Regions from separate parts of the Mus musculus genome. Here all the other regions are linked to region 2. A link is a contact called in public ChIA-PET, HiChIP or PLAC-seq and promoter capture Hi-C data. All regions are on one chromosome and are shown on one strand. Each heading gives the region's core, a stretch centred on a gene start, on an enhancer-like site or on the middle of the called end of the contact. The rest is flanking DNA. Distances are from core to core; before and after follow the strand shown. Region 1 has its middle 29 kb from the start of Tlr2. Region 2 holds the start of Mnd1 (meiotic nuclear divisions 1). Region 3 holds the start of Sfrp2 (secreted frizzled-related protein 2). Region 4 has its middle 21 kb from the start of Tlr2. Region 5 overlaps Arfip1 (ADP-ribosylation factor interacting protein 1). Region 6 has its middle 24 kb from the start of Sfrp2.

What was found. Promoter capture Hi-C pulls out the DNA fragments that hold promoters and counts their contacts. ChIA-PET counts read pairs in DNA pulled down with a chosen protein or histone mark. HiChIP or PLAC-seq counts read pairs in DNA pulled down with a chosen protein or histone mark.
Region 1: a contact with region 2 is called in a promoter capture Hi-C map of pre-B cells. The contact joins the enhancer-like site here to the promoter of Mnd1 in region 2. A contact is called at or near these places in 8 of 39 promoter capture datasets (the C10 cell line, HPC-7-derived erythroid cells, cranial neural crest and 4 more), 1 of 15 datasets of contacts at CTCF or cohesin (embryonic stem cells), 1 of 484 Hi-C or Micro-C datasets (embryonic stem cells), 8 of 115 datasets of contacts at active chromatin or transcription factors (the NIH/3T3 cell line, bone marrow-derived macrophages, embryonic stem cells and 3 more) and 2 of 9 other capture datasets (liver and macrophages).
Region 3: an H3K27ac HiChIP or PLAC-seq map of embryonic stem cells shows a contact between it and region 2, with 8 times the contacts expected there. The contact joins the promoter of Sfrp2 here to the promoter of Mnd1 in region 2. A contact is called at or near these places in 9 of 39 promoter capture datasets (the 3T3-L1 cell line, the C10 cell line, the HPC-7 cell line and 6 more), 1 of 15 datasets of contacts at CTCF or cohesin (embryonic stem cells), 1 of 484 Hi-C or Micro-C datasets (embryonic stem cells), 4 of 115 datasets of contacts at active chromatin or transcription factors (all in embryonic stem cells) and 1 of 9 other capture datasets (embryonic stem cells).
Region 4: a contact with region 2 is called in an RNA polymerase II ChIA-PET map of memory CD8 T cells, with 9 read pairs. The contact joins the enhancer-like site here to the promoter of Mnd1 in region 2. A contact is called at or near these places in 5 of 39 promoter capture datasets (the 3T3-L1 cell line, the C10 cell line, embryonic stem cells and 2 more), 8 of 115 datasets of contacts at active chromatin or transcription factors (bone marrow-derived macrophages, embryonic stem cells, large pre-B cells and 2 more) and 4 of 9 other capture datasets (adipose tissue, embryonic stem cells, liver and 1 more).
Region 5: an H3K4me3 HiChIP or PLAC-seq map of bone marrow-derived macrophages shows a contact between it and region 2, with 5 times the contacts expected there. The contact joins the enhancer-like site here to the promoter of Mnd1 in region 2. A contact is called at or near these places in 13 of 39 promoter capture datasets (the 3T3-L1 cell line, the C10 cell line, cranial neural crest and 8 more), 1 of 484 Hi-C or Micro-C datasets (nephron progenitors), 1 of 115 datasets of contacts at active chromatin or transcription factors (bone marrow-derived macrophages) and 1 of 9 other capture datasets (adipose tissue).
Region 6: an RNA polymerase II ChIA-PET map of memory CD8 T cells shows a contact between it and region 2, with 38 read pairs. The contact joins the enhancer-like site here to the promoter of Mnd1 in region 2. A contact is called at or near these places in 15 of 39 promoter capture datasets (the 3T3-L1 cell line, the C10 cell line, cranial neural crest and 8 more), 1 of 15 datasets of contacts at CTCF or cohesin (embryonic stem cells), 14 of 484 Hi-C or Micro-C datasets (B cells, the Ba/F3 cell line, the G1E-ER4 cell line and 5 more), 13 of 115 datasets of contacts at active chromatin or transcription factors (the NIH/3T3 cell line, bone marrow-derived macrophages, embryonic stem cells and 4 more) and 3 of 9 other capture datasets (adipose tissue, liver and macrophages).

Annotation. Positions count from the first base shown.
Region 1 is chr3:83,811,269-83,814,921 of GRCm38.p6, forward strand. It overlaps the pseudogene Gm7115. Among named protein-coding and RNA genes, the nearest start is that of Tlr2, 29 kb to the right of the region's middle. Within about 2 kb of position 1,448, at least 59 of the 459 cell types and tissues checked have an H3K27ac peak or open chromatin away from gene starts, as enhancers often do. A contact at or near this core is called in bone marrow-derived macrophages, hematopoietic stem and progenitor cells, microglia and 1 more, where this site is marked.
Region 2 is chr3:84,153,138-84,157,139 of GRCm38.p6, forward strand. It overlaps Mnd1 (meiotic nuclear divisions 1), which reads right to left and starts at 2,649. Exons shown (of 8, transcript NM_029797.3): 1 at 2,525-2,649. The coding sequence starts at 2,527.
Region 3 is chr3:83,764,405-83,767,895 of GRCm38.p6, forward strand. It overlaps Sfrp2 (secreted frizzled-related protein 2), which reads left to right and starts at 1,917. Exons shown (of 3, transcript NM_009144.2): 1 at 1,917-2,639. The coding sequence starts at 2,138.
Region 4 is chr3:83,861,333-83,864,788 of GRCm38.p6, forward strand. No RefSeq gene overlaps it. Among named protein-coding and RNA genes, the nearest start is that of Tlr2, 21 kb to the left of the region's middle. Within about 2 kb of position 1,824, at least 223 of the 459 cell types and tissues checked have an H3K27ac peak or open chromatin away from gene starts, as enhancers often do. A contact at or near this core is called in adipose tissue, bone marrow-derived macrophages, liver and 3 more, where this site is marked.
Region 5 is chr3:84,511,094-84,514,873 of GRCm38.p6, forward strand. All of the region lies in intron 7 of Arfip1 (ADP-ribosylation factor interacting protein 1), which reads right to left. Among named protein-coding and RNA genes, the nearest start is that of Fhdc1, 33 kb to the left of the region's middle. Within about 2 kb of position 2,193, at least 7 of the 459 cell types and tissues checked have an H3K27ac peak or open chromatin away from gene starts, as enhancers often do. A contact at or near this core is called in bone marrow-derived macrophages, where this site is marked.
Region 6 is chr3:83,787,885-83,791,893 of GRCm38.p6, forward strand. It overlaps the pseudogene Gm7115. Among named protein-coding and RNA genes, the nearest start is that of Sfrp2, 24 kb to the left of the region's middle. Within about 2 kb of position 2,072, at least 133 of the 459 cell types and tissues checked have an H3K27ac peak or open chromatin away from gene starts, as enhancers often do. A contact at or near this core is called in the N1E-115 cell line, adipose tissue, embryonic stem cells and 4 more, where this site is marked.

The DNA.
Region 1 (3,653 bases), core at 198-2,697, 340 kb before region 2:
ACTCACAGCTGGTAGGTAAGCCATTGTTATGGAATAGACATGGTGGTGAGGTTGCTCTCCACCAGAAAGAGTGTGTGTGAAGCATTTAGTGAGTGATGGAGGTCCCAGGACTGAAGTTTATCTAGTTCAGCATCATACAGCAAACTGGGGCGCCATTCGAGGTCCCCATCACTGAAGGAGACTGTGTTTATTTCTCTGATAACTGGTGGCCTTGCTGCAGATGTGGGTTGACCCTTTGTACTTCACTATAACGCTCTACTGGTGGTGGTTTCTGTCTACGTGGGGAATGTTCTCCATGGTTACAAGTTACACCCTCTTCAGAGCTTCCTGGAGACTGCTCTCAGGGCAAACACCAAGGTGTGTATTCCAGTCACTCCTCGTGGTCATGTTTAGTTCATCTTTAATTTAGGCTGAAGTTTTTATTGGGTTGGTCTTGGGTTTTGTTCATTTGTTATTGTTCTTGTTTTATTTTAAAATAAGAATTCACAATATATGGCCCCAAACTCACAATCCTCCTGCCTCAGCCTCTCCCAAAGTTGGAATTAATATTTGTATCTTTCCTAGTATTTTAAATGATAGAACCAAATACCTACATAGGTAAGTGATGCTGAAAATAATCTGCAGGCTTGCACTAGCACGCCTAGCTTTATCTCTTTCTTGTAAACATTAAGGAATATATGGAATTTCCCTCATTCGTGGAGTGTCTACAGGTTTCTAGGCATCCCCTAATCCTTTTTTTTTAAACCTTTGCAGTAAAAACATGTAGACCCTGGCTATCACAGCATCAATCCACATATCCTGTGCAATGGGGACTGACTTGTCTCCTGTAGAGTTCATAGCTGCAGACTTCAGTTGGCAGAGGCAGGAACAAAAGGAAGTGAAACTACTTCTTCTTTAAATCTCTAGAGCACTGTTTGCATGATTATTTTTAGCTCAGCGTTTTGTTTTATTCTCCTGTAAGTTGGGTCAAAAGCACTTTAAAGCCCGCAAGGACTGAAGGTTTACGATCTGACCTGACCATACCTAACACATCAGAAAAACGCGGAAGCGTGTCTAACAAGTGGGGTTTTAACATCGAGGGGCAGCCACCATCCTCTTGGGGTTTACACAATTCCCTGGGATCCTCCAGGCTTATATGGCCTCAGATGAGCTCTTTGTCCCTTCATCTGTGAGTGGGGTGCACGTCCTCACTGAGCAGCCCCTCCAGTAAGGACAGGAGAGAGTGTGTAGTGTTCACTGTTTGTGAGACAGTGGTGAAAATTTACCCTGTTGGAGAAAACAAAATCATAGGCTTCAGGGATACATAGTCATGATATTTCTCTCTGTGTGGATTTGCTTCCCCCTGTTAAATACTAAGAAAGATAAAACAAGAAGTTTTCCTTTTTAGCTTGGAAGAGGGGACATATAGAGTGAGAAATGTTTAAATAAACATGATGGTAACTATAACATACATTTTCTTTTGAGGAAGTTTATGAGTTTTAGGCCAGCCTGGAATACATAGTGAGTTTCAGATAAGCCTGTCTCAAAAAAACCCAAACCAAAACAAAAAAATCAGCTACATGACTGCCAGGTTTGCAGATAGTTAACTTAATTGCCAATTTGGAAGCCCTTGGGAGCAATGTCAGGAGACTATTTAGACATGCCAGAGGTCTTAGAAAGCTTTTTAAAGTCAGTAAAAAGTGAAAACATGGCCACCTCTCTCCTGACTACCAAATGCTATTTAAGATTTGTCAAAGTGTTTTGGGTTGCAGAATCCAAATGTGCTTGGCACTTGTACTTGGAGCAAGTAGTTCCCTGGCAAGGAGGGCATTTTACTTTCCCACTGTATAATGAATTCTCCTAGCTCAGTGCAGGCTCCTAAGCAAGTCAGCTCACCCAGTGCAGATACTTCACTACAGGAGTTACTCAAATTGGCTTTGCTAGCTTTTGTGACCCAGATAGCTCAGGTGTCCAAGATACCAGGCTATCTATGTCTGTGCCCACAGCAATCCCTTTCAACTCCTGCCTGCTCCAGACTCCATATACCTCAAGTGCTGCCCAAAGTCAAGGTTCCCACCGTGTTCCGAAGCAGAGTTTCTTAAATGTTTTCACCCCAAAACTTCTTCTGTGACCTCCAGGTATACAGGTATATAAAACACATGTGTGAATCCAACATTTACCAATGATAAACCACACGGTTTATCTTAAAGCAATTATTTGCTGAACCTTTACTTTTGCTCTTTGCTAAAGATTAACAGCTGCGCATGCTGAAATGGATTTGGTTTTAACACAGCACACTGCAAAATGGCATTAATTGGATATTTACATGCTGAGAAATGATGGTAGGGTAATATTTTCATATGGAGGCTGTTCTGAGGCAGGAACACAGTCTCTTGCCTGAAGTAAATTCAAGCAGCCCAGAAGCTCCAGGTTCTACTGTTCCCAGAAGTATGTGTAGCCCAATACGCAGGGAGATGAGCGTAGGGATAATCTATTTGTGACACTGATGCAGTATGTTGGGGACTTAGTGTGCCCAGTCTTTTCTTTTTTTTTTTGTGCCCAGTCTTTTCAACATGAATGCATTGTATATATAATATGTACATGTAGAATATATATATTCACACACGTACATATCTTTCAGGTCAGTGTTAGGAACTAGCCCCATCACTGTCACTTTACCAAATGAGGCAGTCATGGAAGAACTGTCAAGAAAGTTCACCAAGGCCCGTGGTGCCTAGCCACAGATGACAGTCTACCAAGTTCTGTCTCCAAAGGCATGTCACTTGGCATAGAGTGGCCTTGCAGTTCAAGATGCTGTTAGCCAGGAACATCTCCTGTATAGACCTTAGCCTAAGAAAGATCCTGATTATGTGTGGAGTCCAAGGAACCTATTGTATGTTGCTATCTGGGGCTGAGGCTTGGCCAGGAGGAGCCTCTAAATCCTTGTTCACATTCCTAACAGCATTAGTTTTGTAACATAAACCTCCACGTTGAACTAGTTGCTTTTGCAACGATGTAAACTGCTCATCACAGACAGATCAGAGTAACTGATGGCTCAAGTACCTCTCAGCAGAAAGACCTTACCACCTTCTCTGGCCTTCTTTAGAGACACCATAGTCTCCTGGTATACTGGCTGACTTTGACACAAGCTGGAGTTATCACAGAGAAAGGAGCCTCCCTGAAGGAAATGCTTCCATGAGATCCAGATGTAAGGTATTTTCTCAATTAGTAATCAAGTGGGGAGGGCCCATTGTGGGTGGTGCCAACCCTGGGCTGGTAGTCTTGGGTTCTATAAGAAAGCAAGCTGAGCAAGCCAAGGTAAGCAAGCCAGTAAGAAACATCCCTCCATGTCCTCTGCATCAGCTCCTGCTTCCTGACCTGCTTGAGTTTCAGTCCTGACTTCCTTTGCTGACGAACAGCAATGTGGAAGCATAAGCTGGATAAATCCTTTCCTTCCCAACTTGTTGGTCATGGTGTTTTATGCAGGAATAGAAACCCTGACTAAGACACCTGGGAACAAAAGCCAATGTGTGCAGCGGGGCCGGTGTCTGATCCACAGACTCTACCATTGCCTGCCCCTCCATGGGCATAAGTGCACCTGGGTAGGAGGTGCCAGTACATGGCTCTTGTGTGTTTGTTTCTTGAATGTGGAAAGGCATTCATCATTAAAAAAA
Region 2 (4,002 bases), core at 1,399-3,898:
GCAAGCTACCATATATATACTCACCTAAGAATTTCAGAAAGGCTACTGCCTCGGGCACCCTGTGTAAACTACACTGCAGTGCTAGTGACGGACCTGGGTGTGTACATTTAAAAAGTATCCTCCACTGTTTAACTTGCTTTTCTCACTAGATTACCAAGGACATCAGGGGTTCTGTGAAAGAAATGGAAATCTCTTTAGGGTACAGTGCCTTTGCCCTAAATGGTTCCAGGGACTTGGGCCTGACAGGAGCAGTGAGGGAATGAAGGAAAAGCAGAGCAGAAAGCTGGGATTGGGTGGTCTGGGCTCTTGGATGGAAAACCTGCAGCACTGCAGCTCAGTACGTGCATTGTAAAGTTGAACAGAGAGGCAGGGTACTTCTTACAGTGGGGCCTTACATACAGATAAACATGGAGGCAGGGTTATTACATACATCTGAACACAGAGGCAGGTTTAACTAATCTTGGTAACCAAGGAGCAGTCTCTCTAGGGGAGTGAGTGGTCTTCAGGCCATAAACGTGCGCAAGGGAGCAAAGCTAGTGAACATTTTCCACACAGACTGTCAAAACTCGCACTCCTCTTCTGGGGGAAACATAGCCACCTCTCTAAGCCTGGAGCTGGGGGGGGGGGGGTGTCTCTGATGAGGCCATGCATGTCAACAACACAGGTTCACTGGGGTCTTCACTCATTCAAGGCTTGCTCAGCTCCCTACATTAGGACTTAATCATGTGGCTAAATCAGGAGAAAACAGAGCCCACATCTGGGGTGACAAATCCTAATATTTTGGTATTATAAACAGTTTCTGGAAAGTTCTTTACAATCCCCCAGAGGCAAGCAACAAGGAGACTCTAATGTCCCGGGGAGCTCAGTTTCGGAACGCTCTTACTACCACAATATAAACATCATATAAACGCAGCTGAATTGGAGCATGACTTCCAGCATGATTTATCCCTGTGCCTTTTAGGAGTTCTTACTAATCACAGTTGGAAACATCCAAGGTCAGATTTAAAACAACTAATGTAAAATGGACATCATACTGACATTAGAGACTTCAGCAAGAAAGAAAAAGAACGCCAGGCGGTGGTGGCACACGCCTTTAATCCCAGCACTAGGGAGGCAGAGGCAGGCGGATCTGAGTTCAAAGCCAGCCTGGTCTACAGAGTGAGTTCCAGGACAGCCAGAGCTATACAGAGAAACCCTGTCTCGAAAAAACCAAAAAAAAAAAAAAAAAAAAAAAAAGAAAAGAAAAAGAAAAGAAAAAGAAAAGAAAGTCCTCAAAACTGGGGAGGGGTATTTCCTTGTGGTAAAACACAGATGCCTTCAGATTATGAAGGAGACGCAAAGCCATCTGGGGATTACAGGCCTACGTTTGTAATTGTTTACCTGCCAAAGCAAGCCAAATCGAAATAGTAATTCACATTCGGAAAGAGGTCAAAAGTTTAACTTTGACCAGACTAACAGTGAACTTTTTCCTGCTCATATATAAAACTAATAGCAATACCTGCGTGAAGAGTTAAGAGCCATTAAATCCCTTTGGCAGTAGGCAACTGCCCTATAAAGAGGGTTAAATAAGAGGGTGAGGCCGGCACATCAATAATTCCTAGTTCCTTTTAGTCGGGTACTTAAATTCTACAAAGAGAAACATGATAACACCAAACACTGGTAACACTGTTGTTTTGAATCTGGTCCTGGGCTCCTTGGGCCATTGCATGCCCAGGTGGCCCGTCTGTTAGTTTAACCACAAAGAAGCCGTTATCAGTTATAATTACAGCTGGGCAATTTTTTTTTTTTCAAATAAATGCCCAACGACCTGATCCTTGTCCACCCTGTGTGACGACCAAAATTAACTAAATTAAGATATTAAAATCTGGGGTCACTCTAGCGACTCGTTGATACTCTGTCGCCAAAAGTGGAAAGAATGACACAAAACTTTGAAGGTAGTTGAAAAAAAAAAACGATCCAAAGGGCAGAGAGTCATTAAGTCCGAATAGACAACGGCGATTGGTAGTAAACCAGGATTGGCCCGCAGAGAGCAGGGTGGGGTGGGGGGTGGGGGAGGCTGGGGTGGGGGGTGGGGCGTCCTACCCTGCCCTTAAAGGCGGGGGTGCGGGGTGGGGTGGGGGTGTCACTGCCATGATCTAAAGGCGGAGTGATCTGGGCGGCTCCTGTTAGCATACTAAGTACAGTGGTGGGGTGCAGCTGAAAAAGGGGAGCGCCGTGCCAAGCAAGTAAAAGGCCCCGGGTTCTAATTCCAGGAGAACCGAAGGGCACTGAACACTTCAGTGGCCAACTCCGCAGCGCGTGCGCCCTGGGGTTCTCGGTCGGGAGCCGCGGATCGGTCCAACTTGCGGGGCTTCTGGATTCGGTTCTAGAACGCTCCGGTTCGGAACCAGGGCGGCGCAGGCCGCCATCAGGGCTCGGGCGCAGCAGTGGGCGCGGGGCCAACCTCACAAGGCCTGGCCAGGCACAACCCCTGCTGCCGCGGCCCCGAAGCCCAGAGGTGCGCGCGTCGGAGCCTCGCTCTTACCATGCTGCGCGAGGCGGCCTCCCTGTTTGAGTCTGGCGCCAACAACCGCGTGGGGTGGGAAGGACCGGAGGAAGTGCAGGGGAGATGCAACGACCCCTGGCGGCCCTGGTAGGACTGCGGGACCCGAGGGAGGAGCCGAGCCTGGGCGGGGCTTGAGAAGATGGGCAGGGCGGTGAGGGGCGCGGCCTGAAATAATGGGCAGGTCCAGTAGGGGAGGAGCCTGAGATGGGCAGGGCCGGACTGAGACCAGATGGACCAGTCTGGGTTGGGCAGCCTGTAGGCAGAAAGGAAAAGTTGGGGCCTGGCGTGGGAGCTGGAGCAGGGAAGGCTTCTGTTCCCTTCCCGTGCCTCTGGGGTTGCAGAGTTGCTTACTACTTAAGTGTTCAATGTAGCTTTTAGTTTTCTTTTTAAAAGGCAACTTTTGAGTCTTCGCTTTTAAGTGTGTTCTTTTAGCTTAAAAAAAAAAATATGGGGCTTTGGCTGCAAGAAACGAGTACATTTAGAAAAGAAATTCTTTTTCTATTTTATTTTATTTTTGTCTTATTTAATTTTATTATTTGGCTTTTTTGGGACAAGGTTTCTCCGTGTAGCCTTGGCTGCCCTGGAGCTCTCTCTGTAAACCAAGCTGGCCTCGAACTCAGTGATTTGCTTGCTGCTGCTCCCTAAATGCTGGGATTAAAGGCGAGCACCAACCTCTAGCCTTAAAAAGTCCTCTGATACAGAGCGGTGAGAGTGTACAGAGTAGTGCAGGTGTTCTGCATTACAAATGAAACGTAAATATTCTAGTGCTGCTGACTGTCAGACCTTAATAAAGAGTATGTGGGAGCTTTCTAAATTATTTCTTGCAACTACTAGTGAATCTGTCTCTCAAAGTTTCACTAAAACCTTTATTTTATAAGATAGGATAAACGTGATTAGCAAAAATCATCCAAAGCATTTACAAAGGAGAGCAATAGTCGGGGATGGGGGTGAGTATGTATCCAAACCTGCTTGCCATGCTCATACCCTGACAACAGGCATATAGCAGAGATGTTCCTGTCAATTATGTGACACAGAGTTTTCATCACATCCACTTTATTAACGCTTTTCTAGAGTTCTTAATTTGCTCTTTATCACAGTTACTTTTTTAAGTTTTTTTTTCAATCCTAGGTTTTCAGGACAGGGCTTCCTGACAGCAAGTCTCTCTCTCTCTCTCTCTCTCTCTCTCTCTCTCTCTCTCTCTCTCTCTCTCTCTCTCCCTTCCCCCTCCTCCTCTTCCTATGTTATTATTATTATTACAATAAAAATAAGTTTATCCAATCAAGTAACAACTATACAAATGCAAGCAATTTTAGTCATTTTCTTTTTGGTCAACCTATATTAGACCTGAAATCTTTACTGAAAGTTCCCAGGTGATGGTGAAGTGTGGTTGGTTGCTCATCTATGCACATAATTTATGTGTTTTAAAGACTGAGGTCAAAGCACAGAGTCAGTCAAAT
Region 3 (3,491 bases), core at 667-3,166, 390 kb before region 2:
TGTTACTGGAGACTCCCGTAAGACTTCGGGCGACCCCTCCTGGCGAGCGAGACAGACGCAGGCTCCCCAAACAATGCCTAGGCCCGCGGTAGTGCGCCAGGCGCATGGGCAGCCCGCTGCACTCCGAAACACAAAAGCGAGTGACTCAAACTAGACGAATTGGTGGTGGGCTTCTTGATCTTCCACTCAGGGGATCGGCAGGCGGGAGGTGACCCCATGGATGTACTTTGGGGCCACGAGTAGTGAATACCTGAGAATACTAGAATTCCATTTCAGCGTTCAGCCTGTGTAGCTGTTTGGTTTAACTTTTTTGTATTTGTGTGGTTTATTTTCAAACTAGTTTTTACCTGGGGAGAAAGTCTAAGCCTCTGGCTGCTTCAGCTAGACACGGGAAGGTCTAGAGCCAATTGGATGGAAACGGCTCCACTCAGGCAGGCCTTCAGCAGAGCAGGAAAGATGGAGCTGGACTTTTAAAGACTCCCATTGCGGGCTCCCTCTGGGTGTTTACCTGCTTCGACTATGGCCAGAAGTGGGTAGGAAATAGCATTTTATCGTCCTCTCGTCACTCCTTAAACTCTCATAAACTGCGGGACCACAAAATGTGCTGACCCCCTAAATCCTGAGCTCACCATCCAGATGGATGGAAAATGTAAATCAGGCAGCAAACATCCAACCCAGCTGTTAAATCCAGGAAGCAGCAACAATGTGTCCACCTTACACTTGAAAGAGGATTGTTGGGGGGGGGGGGGGCAAAGAGGGGAAGTCACTACCCAGGACTTGCAAGGTCCCACTTAAAGAGAGGCTGACTCTTAAGACAAGGGAAGGTTTGGGGAAGAGACACCCCCCCCCTTAACCCACCCCCTGCGCACGTCCAAACTGTCTCTCTGTACTCCTTTCCCCGCCTGGCACCTTACAATCCACTTACCCTAACATTAGGTTCCCTGTTCTACAGAGCAGAGGATGGCCCGATGGGTGACCAGGATGGCGTGACCAGGATGGGTGACCAGGATGGCGTCCCTGGTTGTTAGGGGATGAATGGGCCAACTATGCTGAGGACATGACTAACTCTTGTGACCACAGAGGTCTCTGCCCGTTCCTGCCCACCTTCTGACCTTGGTACTCATAAGCCCCATTTATTGCTTTGGTGGCCTATACTGAGGTAATCCTGAACCCCTATGTATTAGAGCCCGTGCAGCCTTCAAGCATAGACATCTCTTCAGAGGTCAAATTTTCTCCTCCAAAGAGGAGAAATGGCGGGCAAATTCGTGATGCCTCTGACAAGTCCTCCACAGTGACAAAATCCTATAGACACCCCAGCAAAATAGCAACTCCGTGCATGGCTGCAATTCCATTTTATAAGTCAGAATGTGTCGTGAGGCTGTGGAATCACATTGCTCAAGCCAGTCTGCTCAACTTGGGCTGGAGAACCGGGAGGAAAAAGCCCAGGCCACAAAGAGTCTAGTACTGCTGGTTTATGGTTACTCGGGGACAGGGACGCAGTGCTGAGACTTAAAGGCTGCTGCACATCGATACGGGCGCAGGCCACGCGGGGCGTGAAACGCGTTCCAGCCCTGATCCGACTGCAAGGCAGCTAGCCCGGCTCCACGCGTGTCCTCGACTTTCGTTGCCTCCTCCTCGCTCTCCCCTCGCTCTCCCTGGGACAGGGTGGCCCGCGCTTGTCTGCTTGCAAGGCAATCACCAGAGCGCGCGCGCAGGGGCTGCTGCCTCGGGGTGGGGGCGCAGCCCGAATTTCCTGCCAGCGAGCGCGTGAGGGGCATTCTCAACGCAGCCAGCCCCAGAAAGTAGTGACCGGCCTCCTCGGATTACTCCGGTTTGGCTCCTCCCTTGCTCCCCCTCCTCCACCTCCAGATTTGCATAAAAAAGGCCAAGAAAACTCTGGCTGGGCCCCAGCCTCTGCTCACTCTGCTCCCCCGGGTCGGAGCCCCCCGGAGCTGCGCGCGGGCTTGCAGTGCCTTGCCCGCGCCGACCTCCCGGCGCCCGGCTTCGCGCGTTCGCGCCGCCCGCTGTCCAGAGCCCCCACGAGCAGAGCGAGGGAGTCCCGGACGAGCTCGAGCTCCGGCCGCCTCTCGCTTCCCCCGCTCGGCTCCCTCCGCCCCCCGGGGGTCGCTAGTCCACGATGCCGCGGGGCCCTGCCTCGCTGCTGCTGCTAGTCCTCGCCTCGCACTGCTGCCTGGGCTCGGCGCGTGGGCTCTTCCTCTTCGGCCAGCCCGACTTCTCCTACAAGCGCAGCAACTGCAAGCCCATCCCCGCCAACCTGCAGCTGTGCCACGGCATCGAGTACCAGAACATGCGGCTGCCCAACCTGCTGGGCCACGAGACCATGAAGGAGGTGCTGGAGCAGGCGGGCGCCTGGATTCCGCTGGTCATGAAGCAGTGCCACCCGGACACCAAGAAGTTCCTGTGCTCGCTCTTCGCCCCTGTCTGTCTCGACGACCTAGATGAGACCATCCAGCCGTGTCACTCGCTCTGCGTGCAGGTGAAGGACCGCTGCGCCCCGGTCATGTCCGCCTTCGGCTTCCCCTGGCCAGACATGCTGGAGTGCGACCGTTTCCCGCAGGACAACGACCTCTGCATCCCCCTCGCTAGTAGCGACCACCTCCTGCCGGCCACAGAGGAAGGTAAGCCTTCCCTATTCGATCCACCCACTCCCAAGAAGCCTGAGGTGCTAGGACCTGGGGAGTGGGGTGGGTGGGGTGGGGGACACCCCGCAGCCACCACTCCACATCCTAGTTTGTCCAGGCTGGAGGTCCCAACCTTGGATATGGCAGCTCTCCTTGCCCTAATCTGTTGCCATACGGAGTTAGAGATATCCACCCATGCGCCAAGATTCCTCCTTGGTTCTAACAGTTCCTCTTAGGTAGTTAAGAAAGCCAAACAAAAGTGGCAAGCCTTTTTTTAAGATTCTTGCTCTGCGTCCCCGCTTCTGAAAGCATTTACCATGATTGGGTCCTAGTGATGAGCACCCAGGCTCAGCCTCTCTCTGCACGTTCTTGTCCCACTGGATAAAAACAAACGATACACGTTGATCACCTTTTGAGATTGTTTTTTTGTCCTTCGCCAATGTAGGTTTGGAGATAAAAAAACGAAGACTGTCTGGGAGCGAGTGGAACCCTGACTATTGGTTTTAACTCCCCAGGTGTTTGGGGGAGAGAGGCTAAAGGCAATCAACAGGACTCATCTCTCTGTCACTATCTGCTTTTATCTTAGGAGTGGTTTTAATTAGCTGGGGAAAAAATCATGCAGAAGAGTTCCCTCAAGTTTTTAGAAAACAGAGGGAAGTTCATAGGCAAAAACCATCAAAGCAATGAAAACCTCATGCACTCTTGATACTTTTCCTGAAAGGAAAAAGTATACAATGTGTCTGAGCTGATTTGGGCCCCGGAGATAGAAAAGGGGGCTTCCTTACCCCTCTCTGGCTGCAGCCGCATCTCCCTTTCAATCGCTAATTTTTTTCCTGCAGACATCATTAG
Region 4 (3,456 bases), core at 574-3,073, 290 kb before region 2:
CAACAATACCACAAACCAACCCTGAGCACTTCCTGGGTACCAAAGGGCTGAAGCCCTGCCTGGGCTTCATTTGGTAAAGTAGCCCCCCAGGACACCATATCTCTGACATAAAAAATAATATTCCAAGCTGAAGGGGTCAGCAACCCTATAGGTGGAACAACAATATGAACTAACCAGTACCCTCAGAGCTCGTGTCTCTAGCTGCATATGTAGCAGAAGATGGCCTAGTCGGCCATCACTGGGAAGAGAGGCCCCTTGGTATTGCAAACTTTATATGCCACAGTACAGGGGAATGCCAGGGCCAAGAAGCGGGAGTGGGTGGGTAGGGGAGCAGGGTAGAAGGAGGGTATAGGAAACTTTCGGGATAGCACTTAAAATGTATATAAAGAAAATATCTAATTAAAAAAAAGAAAAGAAAAAAATAATATTCCAAAGTGATTTGGAGAAGCGTCTGGCTACTTAAAGGGTGCTGAGACATAGTCTCTGAGCTACCTTGCTGGCTGTGAAATCTGAATCAAGTTATCCTGGCTGTAAAATGTTTGTAAATGTTTGTAAGGAAGTGTGTGCACAGGGCACAAATGGTGCCTGGTGTTCATAAGTGCTAGATACAAGTTGGACTGTTAAGAACAGCCAAACAATACATTTATGTTATAGAAAATAAAGTGGAAAAATGAAGCTGCCTGCCCATATGCATGCAGAAACACAAGGCAGGAGAGTAATAATAATAATAAATAATAGGATGGCAGAAATTACACAGTTATGGGTTGAATGAGCTAAGAAATAGAATTGTAGGTCCACTGCAGAGGAATATCTGGACTCACTAAATTACAGTGCTCCAAAGCTATGTTGGCAAAAGATAACAACTACAGGGAAAAAAAACTGTGAATGCATAAAGATAGCTAGATTAACTAACTGTGACTCACCTTTCCTAAAAAGCATTTGTTTCTAAGAAAATAAAGAATACAAACTGATTGCAGGAAAATTATCAGGGAACAATCTCTCTCCCCTCTCCCCTCTCTTTCCTCTCCCCTCTCTCCCCTCTTTTCCCTCTCTTCCCTTTCCCCTTTCCTCTCCCTCCCTTCTTCTCCACCCTCCACAGTTAATTTTCCACTGCTCCTTCGCTGAGGGCATCTATGGTGCAGACCAAACAGTGGGCCAGGATTCTCCCATCATTCAACTCTTGAGAAAACAGACTCCACTAACAGCTATTACTTGAGGGAAGAACTAAGGAGCCTATGGTTGCTCACGGAATTGTATCCTTGAAAGTACTGACTTGGCTGTGTCTGTTAGCTCACACACGGAATCCCAAACTTGGGAGATGACGACAGGGAGATCTGAAGTTTGGAGCCCCCCTAGGCTGCGTGAAACCCTGTCCCAAAACAAAACAAAACAAAACAAACAACAAAAAGGAATGTGATTATAATCAGACTCTCAGTCATTTACATTTTATATGAATCAGTTCAAGCTGTTTTATTCCACCAAGTGCATGGCCAGTTTCTCTGAGGAAAACCCAATGATGTTTCTGTTAAGGGAAGGCTCCAGGCCAGGACTGCCCAGGTCAACAGCAAATGACAACTTTCCTCTCAGATATGAGGAGCCCAGCCCTCGCGTAGGGAGAAGCAGGGGATTTCCACAGTTTTCCAAGGACAAGGACCAACTGGAGTCAGCTGAGAACGAGCTGGCTCTCCCTCAGAAACTTCATAACAAGTCTAGAGGCATCCAGAGTTATTCTAGGACTGGCTCCACCCCAGCCCCTGGGCTCCAGTGAGTGACTGAGCTGAAATTCCACTGTTGCATAAGTCCCTTTAGACAAGTTTCAGTTTTAGGAAATGAAAGTGGCAAGCTGTGACATCTATATTTCCTCTGATTGAGCCCTCCCCATGCCTGGCCTCACACCAGGCCCCTCCCCTCAGGCTGGTTCAGAAAGGTTTTGCTGCAGAGGAGTGCTAGGACAACCACTGGGTACCAGAGAGGTGCTGAGTGAGTGCTTGTCACAAGCAAGAGTTTGTGTACCCTCTTAGGAGCCTGCCTTAGCCAGCCAGTGGGGGTGACCAGAGGGAAGACAGGGTTCTCTCTGCCCTTGAGAAGCTCACAAAATAGAGAGGGAGATGAACTGAGTAATTCATACCGAAGGAACCAGTCCCGTGTGTGTGTGTGTGTGTGTGTGTGTGTGTGTGTGTGTGTGTGTGTGTGTCAGAGAGAGAGACCAGTTCTTTCAGGGCTTCCCTTTAGGCAGTGTCTCTGGACTTTGCTGATTCTGGTAGAAGGCACATAGCTGTGGTTATATTTAAGTGTCTTAGATGTTCTTTGAAGATACACCCTAAACAGTCTCCTGAATGTGTGGGTAAGCAAACACTCTCCACTATATTCTATTATTCCCAATATTGCAGCTGCTGAAACCTAAGTCTTGGACAAGAAGCCCACTTAAAACAAGAACACATCTCAACTCCCCTTGTGGTTAGCTGTTTCCATAGCTGCACAATAATAGGCCTGATTTGTGACAGCTTTAGTGACCATTGTTTGGACTGCCTGCTTAGCAGTGTTCATCTAGCAAGTGGCTTTGGTAGAGACTGTCTCCTACCAGGACAGAAGTAGATCGCATTGAAGTAGAAACTTAAGTGTTTTGTTGGGGCAAACATGTGAACCAGTGTTTTCCTAAAGTGGATACAGGTGAAAGGATGTTTTTGTTAAAGTAGACACCTGAAGGAATGTTTGACTGAAATAGGCAGGGATGAAAGAATAAGGCAGTCTCAGGAACATTTCACTGAAGTAGACACACGTGAAAGGATATTCTGTTAAAGAAAGCACATGAAAGGACACGTAATAAAAGACTCTTTGTGTGTGTGTGTGTGTGTGTGTGTGTGTGTGTGTGTGTGTGTGTGAACAATACAGGTATTGGCTCACCTTACACTATGTAGTTGAGCTCCATTTGGCAGGACTCCATAGAGAGAAGCGAACTGTAGGGCTGTGAAAGGCAGCCTGGTTTCTGGTCGAGCAGAGGCTGGAAACCCTAGTGGTCCTGAAGGACGGCAGGCATTTTGCCACGCTCCCTCCTGACATGAGGCCGCAGCTCTCCATAGATTTGTGGCCATCAGTCACTTATGGGCAACGCCCCAAGCCCCTACACGGGGAGAGGACCTGACCTGTGGTCACATAGCCTCAAGACAGATCTCCATTTTAATGAGGTACCTAAAGGCCTGAAGGGCTTAGCCAATTGAGCTCTCCTTCCCAGACACTCCTCCCTACAAAAGGTATTTAACCTCAGGCCCGCCCTGAGAAGTGGGGTATGGTTTTATTTATCTAATTTCCACCATGACAATAAATGCCTTAAAACTATGAACTGCCTCTTTTCTTCGGGATCCGCTGTAGGGGAGCCATGGCCAAGGCCTTCACCTATAAAGCCATTGTTGTCTATTCTCCCAGAGAAGGCCTCTCAGTGCTCCCAGCCACGGCCAC
Region 5 (3,780 bases), core at 943-3,442, 360 kb after region 2:
AGTAATATGTCAGACCCTCACATTCAACCCTAGTTTGTCTGTTACTTATTTTGGGGTTTTTGAGACTGTCTCTATATAGCCCTGGATGTTTTGGAATTCACTCTGAAGCCCAGGCTGGCCTTGAACTCACAGATATTGGCCAGCTTCTGTTTCCCAAGATTTTTTAAGATTTTACTTTTTACTTTTCTCGAGACAAGGTTTCCCTGTGTAGCTTTCACTGTCCTAAACTCACTCTAAAAACCAGGCCGGCCTCAAAGTCAGATACCTGTTTGTTCTGCCTCCTGGATACTGGAATAAAGGTGTGTGGCCTGTGCCTGGCATCCAAGCCCTGCTTATTTTTAACCTGTACTAAATTTAACAAACTAGATCTTTCTGGGCTGACGAGGACCACTGATTCGCTCACTGAATGGTGACCCACGCTGGCATCTTCTGTGTTTCCAGTGAGCTGAGTTCATCCTCAATATGCTTGTGAGGACCCAATTGCAACAAAACGGCATAATGCAAACTATTATTATAGACAGGGAGTGACTGGACATTTAAGAAAGTGTTTCTAAGAACAAAAATATGACACAATTAAAATTTGAAGGATGGTAAAAGAGTATATTAGGCAATAAAATTGGTAGAATGCCTCCAAAAGAGAAAAGTGTGGGCACGGGCATAGACAGATGAGAATTAATTCAGTGTATTACAATCCAAAATTAATGTCCAGTACTGGAAGACATTTCAATTAGAATAGTAGGCAGCCTCCCGAGAGGCAGGATTTTTCCCTGTCCAATTACATTAAAATATTACTTCAGCAGGAGGCCTGTGATTGGACGGGGAAAAGGGAGGTGGAGCTAAGAGTTGCAGAGACAGAAGAGTGAGGAGAGAGAAAAAGCCAAGATGGAGTTGGAGGGACAGGAAGAAGAACCTGAAGCAGCGTGGCTTTAAATAGCCACAGGTAGTTATGACAGCATAAAGGTCTGAATAACTGGGATAATTTGTCTAATCTAGGTGGGCAGCTTTTATCATTATCAATTGGTCCTGAATTTATTGTATTGGTAACTTGTGAATTGAGAATTTATTGATATATAAATCTGACTTGTTAATTATAAACTTCTATAGTTTTGTTTCTACCATGTTGCTGGGTGTTGTAGTGGCTGATTGCAGGGTGGAAGGTCGTTGGGTGGGGCTGGAGAACCAGCAAAGGGAACATGGGAGCTCTGACCCTGCCGGATAGTTGGTGGGCAGAGAGTAGCCCGGCGGGACCTCGCTGGGAAAGAGAGTGGCCCGCAGTAGTGCAGTAAGCATGCAAATCTTCTTTAATATTTCCTGTAACACCCACAGTTCCTGATAAACAGTTCGGAGGTAAGCCAGCAAGAATAAGCAGTAAAAAGCCACTGAAGAGCTGTGATTTGCCCTGACTTCATTTGTTTAGGATAAAGAGCTGGCCCTCTAATGGTATAGCAGGGAGATGGACTGGGTAGACTAAAAAAATGTGCCAGTCTCAAGACTAAGGGGAATAAGACGTCTCAGAACTAGAACAAAGGCAGTAAGGATTTAGACAGGCATAAAGAGCCAATGGGGTAGGACAAACTTAAATTTGGCAACAAGTTAGTTAAACCCATGGGTTTAGAGGCTAAACTACCTTTCACTCGCTTTCCTGTCTTCAGTTTGCATTGCATTTTTTGTGTTTCCATTTTTCATTTATGAATAGGAACAATAATTACTATAAAACTTCATACCCATGTGTATTATATGACATTGGGCAATAATCAAAACCTTTAGAATGCTTAGTATTAAAAAAGGAAGAGCTAAAAGCAAGCTACAAACAAAAAAGTAGAAGCAAACTAAAGCTGGTAGGATGTCATGAGCGAGGCATTTCTTAAGATAGCAGCGCTGGCTGAGATAGATAAAAAGTTCCAATAGTGACCTCACACTCCTTAGCTTTGACACTCATTTTGTAAAAGGGAAAAGCAGAACTTCCCAGCAAAGCTTCTCTAAAAGCACTCAGTGCCACCCAGGGATGGGCACTCAGCCTTCCAGGCACAACTTTCACCTCAAGATCGCCAGCCTGAGCTTGTACTCTCAGGAGAACAGGTGTCCGAATCTGAAAAGGTTGCAATTGTCTGCCTTGTTGGTGCTGCTGTGGAGAAACACTGACCGGGCTGTTAGAGGAGGCCAGGAAGGACTTGTACACAATGCAGATGGGGTTAACAGACCACCCAGCATCCGCCTTAATTACCACTTCTAATGCTGGTCATATGGATGACCCTTGCCCTAAAAGGCAGTAAATTTGTCAAACAAAAAAGAAACTGCTACTTAAAACTTTGAAGTTTGGACTCTTCTTCAATATTGTCCCTTAAGAAGCCAATGTCCAAGTATCACTATTAACCAAGCCCTCAGAGAATTGATAAGCAGAGATCAAGCCCCAAGGTAAACTTAGAGAATATGCTAGTATAATTTGAATGAAAAAGGATGCTTATGGGATGACATCATTGCCAGTTTGTCAGGCACACAAACGAGGCTGTCTGAAAGTTTCCTTTAAGTAACTATCCAAAGGTTCCGAAAAAGCCAGTATACCATATATCCCGAGACCTGATACCACATTATCCTCTGAGGTTCTCATATAATATGTAAAAACTGTTTTTCATGAAACATGAAAATTTTATGGGTTTAAAAATTACATTATTATTGTTTAGTTGTGCTAGGCAATACACTACCTCTGAACTACACTTGCAGCCCAAATTTCAGATTAAAAGACAGGAAGCCAAATGAACATTTGAAATGACAGGTAAGCAAGCCACCCAATCTCTGCAGAGCTACTTTACTCCTCGGTAAATCAAATATAAGTGTTTTCTCTACTGAGCTGTGCACGGTGGCACCTGCCTGCAGCCCTAGCACCCAGGAGGCAAACAAGTCAAAGAATTCTTATCTTTGAATCTTCTAGACTCCTAAAAACTGGAAAAACTAAAAAGCAAAACAAAAAACAGATTATAGATAGATTATGATAGACAAATTTAGCAAAGATCCACACAGCAGTAGAATCCATGAAAAACACAATGTGAGAGAAAAGATTTAAGCAGACAGATCATTACTGCAGATGCTGCTGAGGGGAGCTCTACAAGAACACTTCCAATGTCAGTGAGCTAAGTCTTTAAGTAGACTGCTTCCAGTTCTGTTTTTCACCACCTGATTTTATGTTAATAAATAATTCAAATAAAAAGTAGGCCTTTAGCCTAAATAATCTGCAAACCAGGACCCTCCCACTTCCTACCAGATAGTCTGAGCTGTTACCGTGATCTTTATTTCTAAGCCAGTAACAATGCCACGTTAATATTAAACTGGAAATTACAAACAGCACAGAACAGAAGCACTTCTCCTTGTAATAAAAATCAAAAATTAAGTTTTCCACATACCTGAGTTTTGACCTGTATAAAGCATAGGCTATACAGACCTAAGAATAAGTATCCAACTACAAAATGGTAAGATACATGCTTTCCGAGTTCTCACAAGCACTGCCATTAGTTAGGGTAAGAGGTCAAATGTTGTGTTCTACTCCTACAAGCTAAGACTTGGCACCATCTTCAACCATGCTATGGAAATGTAACATAAAGGCAGCATTCCAAGTGTTCAGAGAACACTACCAGAAAATGAGGCTGACAATAAGCATCAATGTCAGGACACAGGGGAAAATGCACGTGGAATCAAAAGTTGAAAAGTTATTATGGATGTGGTACTTTTTAAAGAATATTCTTAGATATTTAAAGTTAGTTATTACTATACATTTTGTTTACCTAA
Region 6 (4,009 bases), core at 822-3,321, 370 kb before region 2:
GGCCTCATCACTGAAGATTAGTCAAGCCTTGCAGAGCCTAGCACCTGAACTTCCCGGTTTTGCCTGAATCTTTCCACCCTCCCCCTCTGACACATATCCCCGACAGGCACCCTGAAGGCTCCTTGGAGCCAAGAGACAAGTGTAGTGATGTCCTCACTCCACACTAGAAATAACTTTCCATTCTCCTGAGGCCCTGATCCACGCTGCCTGATATGACTTACCTAGACTTTCACAACCATGGTCTGGAGTGGTTAAGAGCCAAGGCAATAGATTCAGGCCTCTGGGGCTTCAAATTCCTACTGTACAACCTACCAGCTTTAAAGTGTTGAGAAACCTTTTCCCCAGTCCTGGGAATGGAATCCAAGGGTTTGCTTGGCACGATAGGCCAGGGCAGCACCATCGAGGAATACCCGCAGCCACTTTTCCAAGCCTCTGAACCGTCATGCTTTAGTTCCATGGAGACGGCAAGAATATGCCTGTGGGGGTGGGGGTTGAATATGAACAACCTGCTGTAACACCTGGCACACCGCAAGCATTCTGTGTTAGCTAAGGTTTTGGTTTTGGTTACTTCCATTCACAATTTCCAGGCCTTCACATCCTCTTTCCCTCCAGCTAGAGCACTGTCCCTGATCGTGCCAGGGAGATCTCTGGAGATAGTCAACAGCGGCAGCATCACCAGGAACCCTGTTACAAATAGAAATTCTCATGTCCTGGCCAACATCTCCTGTACCAGAGCACCTCAGGGAGGGTCCAGAAGTGGAGAGCTGTTGTAGCCTTTCTGATAGAGCCAAGCTCCCGGCATGCACACTGATCCTCACAAGTGGTCCTTGAACCTGCGTCTGTCCCTATCCTCTGCTAGGAAGTAAGTTTCCTGATTGCAGAGATGTGACCATCTAGCTGGTCATTTGATCTACGGTAGTAACATCTTGTGGGTGATGACGTAAAGGCACATCCTATAGGCTGGATGATTGACTGGGTGTTTCTTCATTGTATGCTTGAGTAAATCTACACTTGATGTTAGGAGAGAGGTGCCCTCTGAAGGTAGAGGGCAAAGGTACGTTGTGAGTGGTCTCCCAAGAGACCCTACAGGTCCTGGAGCACCACCCTGAGGACCATAAAGTTCTGCATACTCTTCCCTGCGGGACTTCTCAGCTTTGTTATCTTTGAAAGTACTGAAGGTGGAGGAACAGTGGACCCGGGAAACAAGAAAGCTCCAAGCTCATCGTGTGGGCTGCCAACCAGACTCTGTTCTCCTAATGGACCCCCTCTACCAGAGAGCTAAAAAGGAAACCTCTTTCTGCCTCCCCCTCCTTCCTTCTGTCTATCAACCCCTTCCCTCAGCTTCTTCCAGTCTTCTGCTCATCTCCTCTTCCTTCCTCCTCTTCCCTTCCTTTCTTCTGTGCTCTCCTCCTCTCTTCCTACCTTTTTTCCCTCCTCCTCTCCTACTCTTCTACCTTGCTGTCCCTGTCCTCCTCTTACTCTTTCCTCCTCTCCTTCCTCTTCCTCTCTTCCCTCCTCCGCCCTTCTTCCTTTCTCATGCCCTCTGGTCGCCCTCCTCCCTTGCCTTATCCTCAGCACACCGTTCTCCCTCTCCCTTTACTCTTCCTTTACCCTCCCTCTTCCCCACCACTGCCCCCTTGCCCACTCCGATCCATTGGTTCTGAACTCCCCACCCCTCTTCCTACCTGTTCCGGACCCTCCTCCAGCCCAGTCACCTCTGGTTCCAGCAGAGAGTACAGGGCGTGGTGGGACGCAGGACCTTTCATCATGTAGGAGGACCCGCAGAACGTGCCCATGCCACACTGAGGAGTCCCTCACTACGCTAGGGAGGTGCGCAGTGCATGGTGACCTGGGCTCCGGAGGAGGTACCACTGCAGCCACAGCCAGGCCACCCGCCCGGCCACTGTCAGCTCGGCTCCAACGCGGACTCTGCTACACTCTCCCGGCGGGGATCCGACGCGGCGACGATCATGGCGGAGCTCAAAGCGGCGGCCGTGCTGGAGGTAGCCCCGCAGCTCGAGCAGGTACCCGCGGGGTGAGAGCCAGGGACCCCGCACGAGTCCTGAGGATGTGGCCCCGCAAGCGCGAGACGCGGTCTGTTCTCCAAGACTCCGCCCACAGGGATGTAAGCCGGCCCCGGACGGAGGCAGGGTCTCCGGACCTTCTGGGAAATGGCCCCTTTCTCGTTCCTCCTTCTCTCCGGGCTTTCTTCCTTCTCTTCATCCTCTCTCCCAGGCTGTTCCCTATCTGTTCCCACCAGTTCCCACTGGCTCAGGGTAAAAGAGAGGCGAGGCACTGTACTTCCACCTTCTCCTTCCGCCTTGAGGTAATCAATCTAAGAGTGCTCTGAGTCACTAGATGTCACCTTAAAGGGTTACTTGCTGGGCTCTGCCCCAAGGTTCGGATTCAAACCTATGTGGTGGGGCCTACCTCCAGGGAGTTGATGATGCTGATACTTGAAGTTTCTCCGGGCTAGTTCTTGCCTCCTATTGGTGGGAACTGAAAATTCAGTCTAATCTTTGTGTTTGCTCATGGGACAGTTCTTCTGCGCTGGCCCACACTAGAACTATATGTACAGGCGAGATATTGAAACTATCAGAGACTGGCTTTTCTTCTGGAGCCTGAATCCTTAAAATAAGGACAAAAGTATCCCACTGAAAGTGGAAGACTGGCCACAAAAGACTGCTCCTGATGTAAGGAAAAGAGCAGGAGAAGCTGGGAGCGTGGCAGGAGGGTGTTCCTTTGAGCTGGTCTTAGAGAACTGATTGCTGCTTTCAGTTAGACTTCACAGAGCTGGGGACATAAAGAAAGACTGGAGTAGCTACTGATAAGGTTGTTTGTTTGTTTGTTTGTTTGTTTATTTTTCTCGAGACAGGGTTTCTCTGTATAGTCCTAGCTGTCCTGGAACTCACTCTGTAGACCAGACTGGCCTCGAACTCAGAAATCTGCCTATCTCTGCCTCCCAAGTGCTGGGATTAAAACCAATGCCCGGCCTGACAAGGTTATATATGATAATTCCCCACAGCTCTAAACCTCAGCCTGTTCTCTTTCCCCCTAATCACCTTTAGCATGTCTGGTTGTGCATTGTCTGAGAACCTCCATCAGCATCAAAGGTTCAAAAGAGCTGGCTCCTGGTCATATTTGTTGGCTGCTGGCTTCCTAGTATCCAGAACTGAGTCTAGCAAATGGCAAGTCCTCAGTATAGACTTGTTAGGTGAATAATTCACTGACCAAATGAAAAATAGGCTCAAACAGCATGACCTAGGGCCTCAGCTCCCAGTCCTCCTTCTCAGGCAAACACCAACCACCGGCCCTGTAGTCTAGTGAGCCAATTTAAATACCTTTTGTACATGTGAAACTTCTCAAATCTCACAAGCGATTTCAAACAATTTTTAAAGGCAAGAACCACTTATGCAGAAAGAGAGGTCATAACTTTTTCTTTCAAGAATTTTGTCTGGTGCAGTTAGGACAACAAGCTGTCTTATAAGAAGGGGATTAAGTTCTGAAGAGCACCTGTCTGGCATGTATGAGATTCTGGATTCCAATATACATATATGAGAAAGAGAGAGAGCAGTTCTCAGAAAAGAAGGGGAAATGGTAAGAACAAAGAGAAGTTTCTGAGAAGAGGAGGTTTGAAGGTAAGAAGACCTGGGTAGATGTCTCCAGCATTGACATGTTCTACTTTAGTGAAAACTGTAGCTCTCCACATGTAGCTACAGGATGTGGCAACTTGCATAGCCTCAAAAGTACACTTGGAGGCAGGCATGACTTAAGCACGGTCTCATGTTCTGTCTGGCATTTTAGAGCAGCCCAATCTCCTTTTGTCTGCTTGGTTTTGAGTTTTTATGACCTATGGCCAGGACTCAGCAGGTGCTCAGATGTGGTTAGGGGACGTCAGTAGTTTCTGAGTTCATTGTTCTGGCTTTGCCACTTGGAAAGACGTTAGAGTTAGTAAATAGAACCCAGAATTCCCTGGCATATGAGCCTTTGGGGGATTATCTCGATGTCA